2 separate regions of the Mus musculus genome follow, and region 1 is linked to region 2. Evidence: chromatin contacts called from public HiChIP or PLAC-seq data. All regions are on one chromosome and are shown on one strand. The core of a region is the stretch at or near the end of the contact, and the rest is flanking DNA. Distances in the headings are between cores, read along the strand shown. Region 1 holds the start of Gm11541 (predicted gene 11541). Region 2 overlaps Abcc3 (ATP-binding cassette, sub-family C (CFTR/MRP), member 3).

Region 1 (5,114 bases), core at 2,324-4,823, 320 kb after region 2:
GGGGGAAGGGGAAGAGTCCTTCTCTTCAGGGTGTGAAAAGAAAACTCCAGCCTGGCTCATACGGCAGTACCAAAGTCCTGAAAGTCGTGGGGCATCTTGAAGGTAAGGCACACCCTGTTTTGAAAGTGACCAAGTCTAATGAGTGGCTTCATAGGGTGAGATTGGACCAAAAAGAACTCCCAAGCCCAGCAACAAGGATCTGGGGACATTTTCCTTGGCTTCTTATTGGGTTTATATTGTCTTAGACATCTGTTGTTTCTGCCTCCCAGCCGGCTTTTGCCTTCTGTCAAAACTGTTCTCTAGCCTTGGTGGGGTTGGCTTCACTCCAGCTTCTGGGTGGTCTTCGTCAATCATATTAACATGAAACATGAATAATTCCCACCCACGTGCATCCCCCCATCCCTTCTTCTTCTCAACCTTCTAATGTGTCCCAATGTCCCTGCCAAGTCATTGGCTGTGATCCCCCCCTTACCTCAGGCCACATGAAGTGCATAGCCCTGGGGACCACATTAAGCTCAGATAATGGCATGTTCTCCTCCTGCTGTTCGAGGGCCAGCCGCAGCAGATGACAGAAGCAGTCTCCACATACACTCCTGACTCGCCTCCCACCCTAAAGTGGTTTTGGATGGAGGTGACATACAGGAGGAGCAGTTCTCAGCAACAGTTTCCTTAAACCTGTGGCCCCACTTGAGCCAATCCTGGTGTGGTGGTTTGAATAAAAATGGCCTCCATAGGTCCATAGGGAGTGGCACTATTAGGAAGTGTGGTTTTGTTGGAGGAAGTGTGTCACTGGGGATGGGCTTTGAGATCTCAGATGCTCAAGCCAGGCCTAATGTCTCACTCCCTTTCTGCTGTCTGCTGATCCGGATGTAGAACTCTCAGCTACCTCTCTAGCACCATGTCTGCCTGCAAGACACCATACTTTCCATCTTGGTGACAATGGGCTAAACCTTTGAACTGTATGCCAGCTCCAATGAAATGTTTTCCTTTCTAAGGGTTGGGGTCATGGTGTCTCATCACAGCAATAGAAACGCTAAGATACCCTGTAAATGTCACTTTTATTTCTTCAGACGATGGGATGAAACGAGAGCTGTATCCAAGCTGTGCAAGCACACTACTAGGGCTGAGCCCAGAACATTTCCTTCTCTTTTCTAATGATACTTAAGCCTAGGCCAGGAAACTTCTAGCCTCTGTACAATCTAATCTTCCAAGTTAATTGACTCAATCCAGCTTCCCTCAGCTTCTGACTGAATTGTCCTACTTGGCTTCATACTAACTTTGGCAATATGTTCTAATCTTCTTGTTCCTTTTCATTCTCTGGCTTGTTCTGTCTTCGCCTGTGTCTAGCTTATTCTGTCTGCAACCTGTCTCTGTAAAATTGTCCTGTGAAACATCTATGCACACATCACACCACCTGTGTGTAGCTTCTTCTCTCTCCCCCTGCTGCTCTTAAATAGTCTCTCTTCCCTGTGCTCTTTCTGTGAGTTGGACATATTCTATCTCTGACTCGTTCTGTCAGATCTTTCTCTGATTCATCACTTTGTCTGCCCCTCAATTAGACATCCCTTTCAAACATGGCTGCTTCTTTTTACAAACTAACTTTAAGGGCATGTCTGTATCCCAGCCATACCATGCATATCATATCCAAGATATGTCTGCATTCTGGCCAGGTCATGTAGACCTAGAAGGTCTTTGGATATGATCCCTTGCCAGAGCAGTTATATTGCTGGATTTCTCTAAAATGGCCTGGTGAGATGGCTCAGTGGGTAAGAGCATTGACTGCTCTTCCAAAGGTCCTGAGTTCAAATCCCAGCAACTACATGGTGGATCATAACCACCCTGAGATCTGATGCTCTCTTCTAGCACGTCTGAAGACAGCTACAGTGTACTTATGTAAAATAATAAATAAATCTTTGGGCAATCAGGGACTGAGCGAGTGGGGTTGACCGGAGTGAGCAGAGGTCCTAAAACTCAATTCCCAACAGCCACATGAAGGTTCACAACCATCTGTATAGCTACAGTATACTCATTTAAATAAATAAATAAGTAAATAAATCTTTTAAAAAAATTCTTCTACAATACCTGAATACACCCCTCTCATAGATAGCATCTTGAGTTGTTATTAGACCTGGCTGAGTTTTATGGTCTGGTTCATCTAATGTGTTTATCTCTTGAGATAATCATATCTTGTGACATCCCTGGTCACATGGTCACCCAATGTCCTATGGTCCGATGCTGTGAGGATTAATTTTATATGTTAATATGACTCAGCAAAGGAATGCCTGGAAACTGCTGATCATTTTGTGGTGTGTCCATAAGGAAGTTTCTAGAAGAGAAGAACATTTGACAACTGAATGTAGAAGACCCACCTCTACCTACATGGTGATCATTGTCTAGTACACAGAGGGCCAAACAGAAAAAAAGGTAACAAAAGAGGGAACTTTCTCTTTTCTTAACTGGGACATCCATTTCCTGTGGACATTAAAACCTTTATTCTAGGCTGACGAGATGAGTCATTTGCTGCCAAGCCTGGTGACCTGAGTCCAATCCCCAGGATCACATGGTGGCAGGAGACAACTGACTCCTGCAAGTTGTCCTCTGACCTTAATATGTATATGGCCCTTCACCCCACAAATAAATGAATAATGTAATAATTTTTTTAAAAAATTCTGGTTCTTAGCCGGGCGTGGTGGCGCACGCCTTTGATCCCAGCACTTGGGAGGCAGAGGCAGGTGAATTTCTGAGTTCGAGGCCAGCCTGGTCTACAGAGTGAGTTCCAGGACAGCCAGGGCTACACAGAGAAACCCTGTCTCAAAAAAAAAAAAAATTCTGGTTCTTGGGCTAGAGAGATGGCTCAGCAGTTAAGAGCACTGGCTGTTTGCTCTTCCAGAGGTCCTGAGTTCAAATCCCAGCAACCACATGATGGCTTACAACCATATGTAATGAGATCTGATACCCTCTTCTGGTGTGTCTAAAGATGGCTACAGTGTACTCTATGTACAATAAAATAAATAAATAAATATTTAAGAAAAATTTCTGGATTTTGGTGCTTTGTGTGTCAGAATACTGGCAACCCCTCTGAGTCCCCGGTCTACAGCAGCTATGGAGTGAAGACCTCTGTCCCCTGGCTTTCAGATCATCAAATACACAATCATGTCACCAAGTCCCTTGATTCTCCAACTTGTCTTGGGGCCAGCACACCAAGGGATTTCTCAGCCTTAGGAACTGTGAGAGCCAATTCCTAGCTTAAATCTCTTTCCATGTTTCTCTGTGAATAGTGTTGGTTCTGGCTTTTTGTTGTTGTTGTTGGGGGGGGGGGTTATTGGGCCAGTACAGATGCATGCTGGGAACTGATGCTAAACTGATGGTCACACCATCAAGTCACACCCAGGCAGCCACGCTGGGCTCCTCCCTGCTGGTACTTTCTGAACACTTCCAACGGGATCTCTTCCTATCACAGCTGTAGTAGCTACTCTCTCAGTGCTGTGCCGACACACATAATGCTGACTCCATAGTTCAAGGGTCCATCACGACAGGGAAGTCATAGTGTTGTGAGCCTGAGGAAGCTAGTCACGGTGAATCCACAGACAGGAAGTGAGAAGCAGGATTTCCCCTTTCTATGCAGTAGTATCCCAGACACTAGGCATAGCACCATCCACATCGAGGATAAGACTTCACCTCAGACGACCAAGTCAAGATAATTCCTTAAAGACTTTCCCAGTAAATTGTTTCCAGAGTGACTCTAAATCTCATCAAGTTAAAAAAAAATCAAGATTAACAGTCATAATAGATCTCTTTAGAGCTAGAAAATGCTGGGCACTAGATACATAAGGCCTTAAAGGCAGAAGGCATGGCTTGCCACAGAGCATTTTCCTCCTCTGGTCCTGCCCAGTAAGTGGATCAGAAGGAGATGTCAAGCTTGGCCATGGGCTTCCATTATAACAACGGGGGACAGAAAATGAAGCAGTTTCCCCCATTTCTTGGAGGAGCATCCATGCCTGGTCCCTCTGGGCTTCCCTATCATCATGGTTTTTCCACATCTTTACAAGGTTTCTCTCCAGCTCACTTGTTTTACCTAGTGTTTTCTTGAATTTGCCACTTTGCCCTTCTCTGGCTTGAGCAGCATGACACCATCAATAGTGTGATGCATCTGTGCCACTGTGCAGAGACTATGGTCCCTTTGTACCTCCTTCTAACAGAGGACAGGAGTTAGCATCACCAGAGGCTAGACTGCAGAGCTGTGCTGTTGATAATCACCTTACTTGATAGTGAGTGGAGTGGCCCTGGTTAGCTCTTAGTTAGGGTTTCTACTGCTGTGGCCAAACACCATGACCAAATCGACTTGGGGGAGAAAGAGTTTATTCCAGCTTAAAACTCTCAGGCCATAGTTCATCCTCAAAGGAAGTCAGGGTAGGAACTGAAGCAGAGACCATAGAGGAATGCTGCTTACTGACTTGCTCATGGTTTGCTTAGCCAGTCGTCTTCTTCTTCTTCTTCTTCTTCTTCTTCTTCTTCTTCTTCTTCTTCTTCTTCTTCTTCTTCTTCTTTTCCCCCAAGCTGGCCTTAAACTCACAGAGACCCACCTACCTCTGCCTTCCAAGTGCTGAGATCAAAGGCATGTGCTACCACCACCTTGCTAAGCCTGTATTCTTACAGCACCCAGAACCACCAGCCCAGGGCTGGCAATGCCAGCTCACAGTGAACTGGGACCTCTCACACTAATCCCCAAATAAAAAATGCACCATGGGCTTGCCCACAGGCCAATTTGGTGGCAGTATTTTCTCAATTTGGTTACCCCTTCCAGAATGACTCATATTTGTGTCAAGCTGGCATAAAACTAGCCAGCATGTCCTCTTTCTTGATGGGGATGGGGAAGACTGTACTGTCAGCTAAATGGATCATTAATACTGTCTGAGCCAGTATTAATGTGCTCTAACAAAGATAACCCCCAGTACAGCAACAGGGATTGAGGCCAGAGCAGCACTCGGTTTGTTGGAGTTGACCATCATCCTTTTGGGTTGAGATGAATAGGAGGCAATGCTGGAAGTCATCCTCTCAGGGTGCCATTAATCTCTGCAGCCCCCATGGCATGCAGTGTGGGTTTTGACCAGCTG
Region 2 (4,956 bases), core at 469-2,968:
CTTCCAGGGCCCTCTCTCTGGTTTCCTGCTTTGGCTCAGCCGCTTGTCCCTACATTCTCTTTCCCAGTACAGCCAGAAAAACCTATTGGAAGTCCGAGCCAGACTACACACCCATTGCACCGTCCTGCCTCTTACCGTCGTTAAGGAAAACGCAGGGAACGCCGCACAGCTCTCCAAATCATTGGCAGCTTCCTGGCCTGTGTGATCTTCCAGCCTCAGTCTGCCCTAAGACCCTGGCCTGGGACCTGGTCACCTTCAGCTGTTCCTTCTTCACTTGCCTCTGAACCCTCACTGCCCCGGTGCGGGTTTAGCTCTGATTATACTGTCTCATCAAAGTTCACCTTGACTTCCTAATTAGAACTGTGACCCATTGCAGGCCTCGTCTTAACCCTGCACCTGTCCCTTGTCCATTTTATTTTCTCCACAGCCATGACAACCTTCTCTCACTTGATACAAGTGAGCTGTGTTTCAGTTATCGCTTTTCAACCTTCTCCTACGACAGTAAGTGTTCCTTGAGGACAGGTTTGCTAAAGGACAGCTTTGGTTCACCACGATGCTCCTCACTGCCTAGAGTTTGCAACCTGCCCACCTCAGCCAAATGACTTTGGTCCTTCTTCAAGGAAAAGCACCGAGGCAGGACTTCCAGAGCTCAGCTTCACCTTCACCTTCCTACCTGCCTGCCCATGGCTTCTGGGCACTTAGCCCAGAAGGCACATACTCTCTCTACACCGACTGAACAAAACACACGAGTGAATGAACTAACGTGCTCTCCCGGGCCCCAGCTTCCGTAGCTGAACACCAAGACAACATCATGCTGTTTCTCTGGCACTGAAGCACCATCCTGACAACCAAAGGGGCCTCGAGACTAAGGCACTAAAGTATAAATGACAGAGAGGACAGAGTCAGTTGTGGTCATTTCCTGGATCCACTCAGACAGGGTGGAGGGTGGCTCCTTAAAACTCCTCTTCCATTCCTGGTCCGAAGAGCACCAGCTGGGAGGCAGCCCAGGCCCACAGCCCCGCCTGCCGACGGCCACTTGGTTTCCACAGCAACAGCAGCTTCCTAAATACTGAGATTAAACAGCTGGATGGAGCCGATAAGGTGGAAGGTCCGGCACCCAGAATGGACCACAGGGCAGATGCCCCTTCATGGGCACCGAGGCTGAGATCCTTTGTAGGCTCAAACCAGTGGCAGGGGGAGGGGCATGAGGACTCCAGAGTTCTCTGTCCCACTTCTGTCAGCAGTCTCCCAGGCCTCAGGCTGCTGACAGGCTCTGTCTAAAGAAGATTCATTACTTCCTCAATCCCATATGGGGGGGGGGCGGTGGGTGCATCTGTGCTAGACAGCTCCTGAGGTCACTGCGAAGGGACCGACTGGCAAGATCATCTATCTCAGCAGAAATTGGAGGGAAGGGAAGCAGGCACCTTCTGATTCACCACCACCTCCCCCCCCCCAGCCCTCCGTGAGCTACTAAGACAAAAACAGGAAGCCTGAGAGGCCACAGAGGGCTATGCTGGGTCAGCCTCTAGCTTGAAGGCAGGACACACCTCTCACTCCTGTAAAAGACCTGGCATCCCGGGAAGACTTTGGTTATTGAGTGTCACTGTGTGCCAGGACTTCTGGGACCCATGGGTAACCTGGAACTCAAGCTCTGACAATGCAACCCAAGACCTAGGCTCCTTGGGTTCGACTGTGCCTCCCAAGTGCCCTGTCAGCGCCAGTGTGACATCAACACACTCAAATCACACTGCCAGCCCTCCCCTCCTGCAGTTCATCCATGCACCTGGGGCGTAGGGATTGTCAAAACCAGGCAATGGACCAGCTGAGTTCTGGAAGCAAAGGGGATTAGAAACTGGACTGTCTGGTTTGGAAGAGAAATTTAATCTAGGCTTGAGATCTCATTCCCACCCACACTCTGCCCCACAGCTCAGCTCCCTGGACCAACTGCAGAAAGAATAGTTCTAGGTGGGCAAGAGGAGAGCACAGCCGGGTGTCCTGACCCCGAGGTACCTATACAGGGAGGGGGCAAAGGCACAGACTTTCAGCCCTCACTTCAAAATTAGGCCATTTGTACTCCAAAGCCCTTTCGTTTGCTATTGTTTTAAGATTTTTTTAAAAATTATTCATTTATTTATTTATTGACAAGTACACTGTCACTGTCTTCAGACACACCAGGAGAGGGCATCTGATCCCATTACAGACAGTTGTGAGCCACCATGTGGTTGCTGGGAATTGAACTCAGGACCTCTGGAAGAGCAGTCAGTGCTCTTAAGCACTGAGCCATCTTTCCAGCCCCAAGATTTGTTTTTGTAAACTCTGTAGACCAGGCTGACTTCAGAGATTGGCCTGCCTCTGCCTCCCAAGTGCTGGTATTGGAGGCATGTGCCACCATCTCCTGGCCTTATTGTTATAATTTTTAATCATGTATAGGTGTGTCTGTGCATACATGAGTGCATGAGACTGCAGGTACCCGAGAAGGCCAGAAGTTGGATTCCCTGCAGCTAGTTAGGCGGTCATGAGCCACTTAACATGAGCTCTGAGTATTGAGTTCCAGTCCTTTGGAAGAGCAATAAGCATTCGTAACCACGGGAGCATCTCTCTAGCCCCTGTTTGTTTTGTTAGATAGTTCTTATATAGACCAGGTTGACCTCAAAGTAAGTATATTTCTAAGAAAGACCTTGAATTCCTGATCCTCCTGCCTCCGAATGCCAAGTGCCAGGATTTATAGGTGTGGTGCTTATAATCAAACACCAGCTTCATGAATGCTTGGCCAGCACTCCTCCAACTAAGCTGCGTCTTTAGCCCCTTGGTTGTTTTGAAACAAGATCTTACCATCTATGGCCAGGGATAGCCTCAGCCTCAGGGCGATCTTTCTGCTCCAGCTTTCTGAGTACTGGGATTGCAGGTGTGGCAATAAGACCATTTGGGAGAGTGAGGTGGGGAGGGGAAGTCAGTCCGTTTGGCAAAGCTTCCTCTCTCAGGTTACATCCCTGACTCACTTCCTTTCCTAAGTTTCTCCCTTTAGCTCAGGCCCAGGGAACAGGAGGAGACGGTCTAGGACCACAAGGAACCAAATCTCCCACCTAGAAGCCAAGAACTCAGAGACCAAAACTAATAAGCCTGAGGTTCGAGATCTCCAGCTTTAATGAAAAGGGTTTTCCAGGTCCCTGTCCTGGCAGGGAAGATTAGGTCCCTGGAAGGAGATGGTATCTAGCAGGCTTACAAGTGGGCATCTTCCACCCACCTGTCCATTCAGCAGCCATCCTGTTCCCAGCATCTTTGCATGACATTGTTTTCATATGGGAGCCCAGATGCATCGAAACTTGAACCTTGTCCATTGCTGTGCCTACATGTGTTGGGCAACAATCTAATAGGAAACCTTGGAATCTATAATACCTATAGCCCTAATGTTTAGAGCACCTTATTTACGGCCCTGGACCACAAGCTCATCCTCCCGGAATCGTCACCAGGCAGCTGCAGACCTGAATGCTCTCCCCAACCCCCCCCCCCCAAACCACCTAAGCTCAGCTAGACTCAAAGAAGTTGAGTGACTTCCTCACATCAATGACAGAATCGAGATGAACCAAAGAAGGAGCCATGGAAATGGGTCTTCAAGGTACCGGCGCTTAAGTCCCTCCTTAGGTGGCAGGATAATTATCTTTTCCATATGGGCTTGACCCCTATAAAACCCATGGGACCAAGAGCTGCTGCCAAGTAGACTTAAGTCTGGGACAATGAGAAGGCCAGGAATGGAAGGGTCCAGGAATCAGAAAAGAGGAACTGGAAAAATCACCATTGACTAAAATGTCCCTCGTCCCTAACTCACAGAATCCGGAGTGAGGACCATCTGCTGTCCTTGCTTGGGTTTTCTTCCCACGAAGTGGGTACTTGTACATCTCAAGTGCCAACTACTTTTTAGGCAGTCTGGATAATTCTGTATACACGCAAAGTGAGCCTTTGGCTTCCTATGCGAGAGTCTGGGATCAAGCTTAGTTATGCAAACAGACTAAACTTTTTGAGAACCAACAGTCCAGGCCTTTCTATGCACTCCCTTCACCCCAGTGAGGTCTGTCTAACCTGTCCCAAAACAAACAGTGGTCCTCTGGGGGCATGGGGTAGCCAATCAGAACAGAGAGAATTTCCAACCTCCTCTGTCCTTGATCTCTTGCATCTGAACTCTCTCTCCAATTTTTGGATGTGCTCGTTTGTTTTGTTTTCCAGACAGGGTTTCCTCTGTGTAACTCTAGCTGGCTTGGAACCCACTCTGTAGATCAGGCTGGTCTCGAACTCACAGAGATCCATCTGCCTCTGCCTCCAGAGTGCTAGGATTAAAAGCGTGTGCTAACACTGCCAGGCTTTGTTTTTGAGATAGGATCTCATGTAATCTAGGCTGACCTCAAATTTGCTGCATAGCTAGGGGCTATCCTGTTCTGATTCTCCTGCCTCTACCTCGCAAGTATGATATCATAAGCATGTGCTACCATGTCCTGTTTGTTCTTTGAGACAGAGTCTTCCTCTGGACTACTTCTTTCGGAGCTTCTTTTCACACAAATTTAAGGTGTACTCTGAGATGTTGATAATATGCCCAAAGAGATGGGGACAGGGAGTGTGAAGGAGACATGTCATGGCACCTAGCATGTGGTGCGTGTGAACATACAGGTGTAGGTGTGTCTACAGGATCACAAGTCCCCAGATTGACACTCATAGGGGGACTGAGGCTGAAACTGTAGCAGGCATTAGCTTCCTGCTCTCCTGCTGGAGCCGAGCCTCTGTCCCAGCAGCCTGCCAACTCTTTGCTCGAAGGACCATGGCTTTAAACACATGGCAGTCTGACCTCATTCCTCGCTGTCTTCCCACCAGTCAACAGGATTAGCTGGGCCTGCCAACAGAGCTTCTTGCTTCTCAACTTAATTTCACATTCTCTATTTCATTTGATCACCATAAAAATCTTGCAAG

The links. HiChIP or PLAC-seq counts read pairs in DNA pulled down with a chosen protein or histone mark.
Region 1: an H3K4me3 HiChIP or PLAC-seq map of bone marrow-derived macrophages shows a contact between it and region 2, with 6 times the contacts expected there. The contact joins two enhancer-like sites. A contact is called at or near these places in 2 of 39 promoter capture datasets (cranial neural crest and embryonic stem cells), 1 of 484 Hi-C or Micro-C datasets (extraembryonic endoderm stem cells) and 1 of 115 datasets of contacts at active chromatin or transcription factors (bone marrow-derived macrophages).

Annotation. Positions count from the first base shown.
Region 1 is chr11:94,704,293-94,709,406 of GRCm38.p6, forward strand. It overlaps Gm11541 (predicted gene 11541), which reads right to left and starts at 207. Exons shown (of 2, transcript NM_001007584.2): 1 at 1-207. Within about 2 kb of position 3,574, at least 8 of the 459 cell types and tissues checked have an H3K27ac peak or open chromatin away from gene starts, as enhancers often do. A contact at or near this core is called in bone marrow-derived macrophages, where this site is marked.
Region 2 is chr11:94,385,108-94,390,063 of GRCm38.p6, forward strand. The region is part of intron 1 of Abcc3 (ATP-binding cassette, sub-family C (CFTR/MRP), member 3); the gene reads right to left. Among named protein-coding and RNA genes, the nearest start is that of Abcc3, 5.4 kb to the right of the region's middle. Within about 2 kb of position 1,719, at least 146 of the 459 cell types and tissues checked have an H3K27ac peak or open chromatin away from gene starts, as enhancers often do. A contact at or near this core is called in bone marrow-derived macrophages, where this site is marked.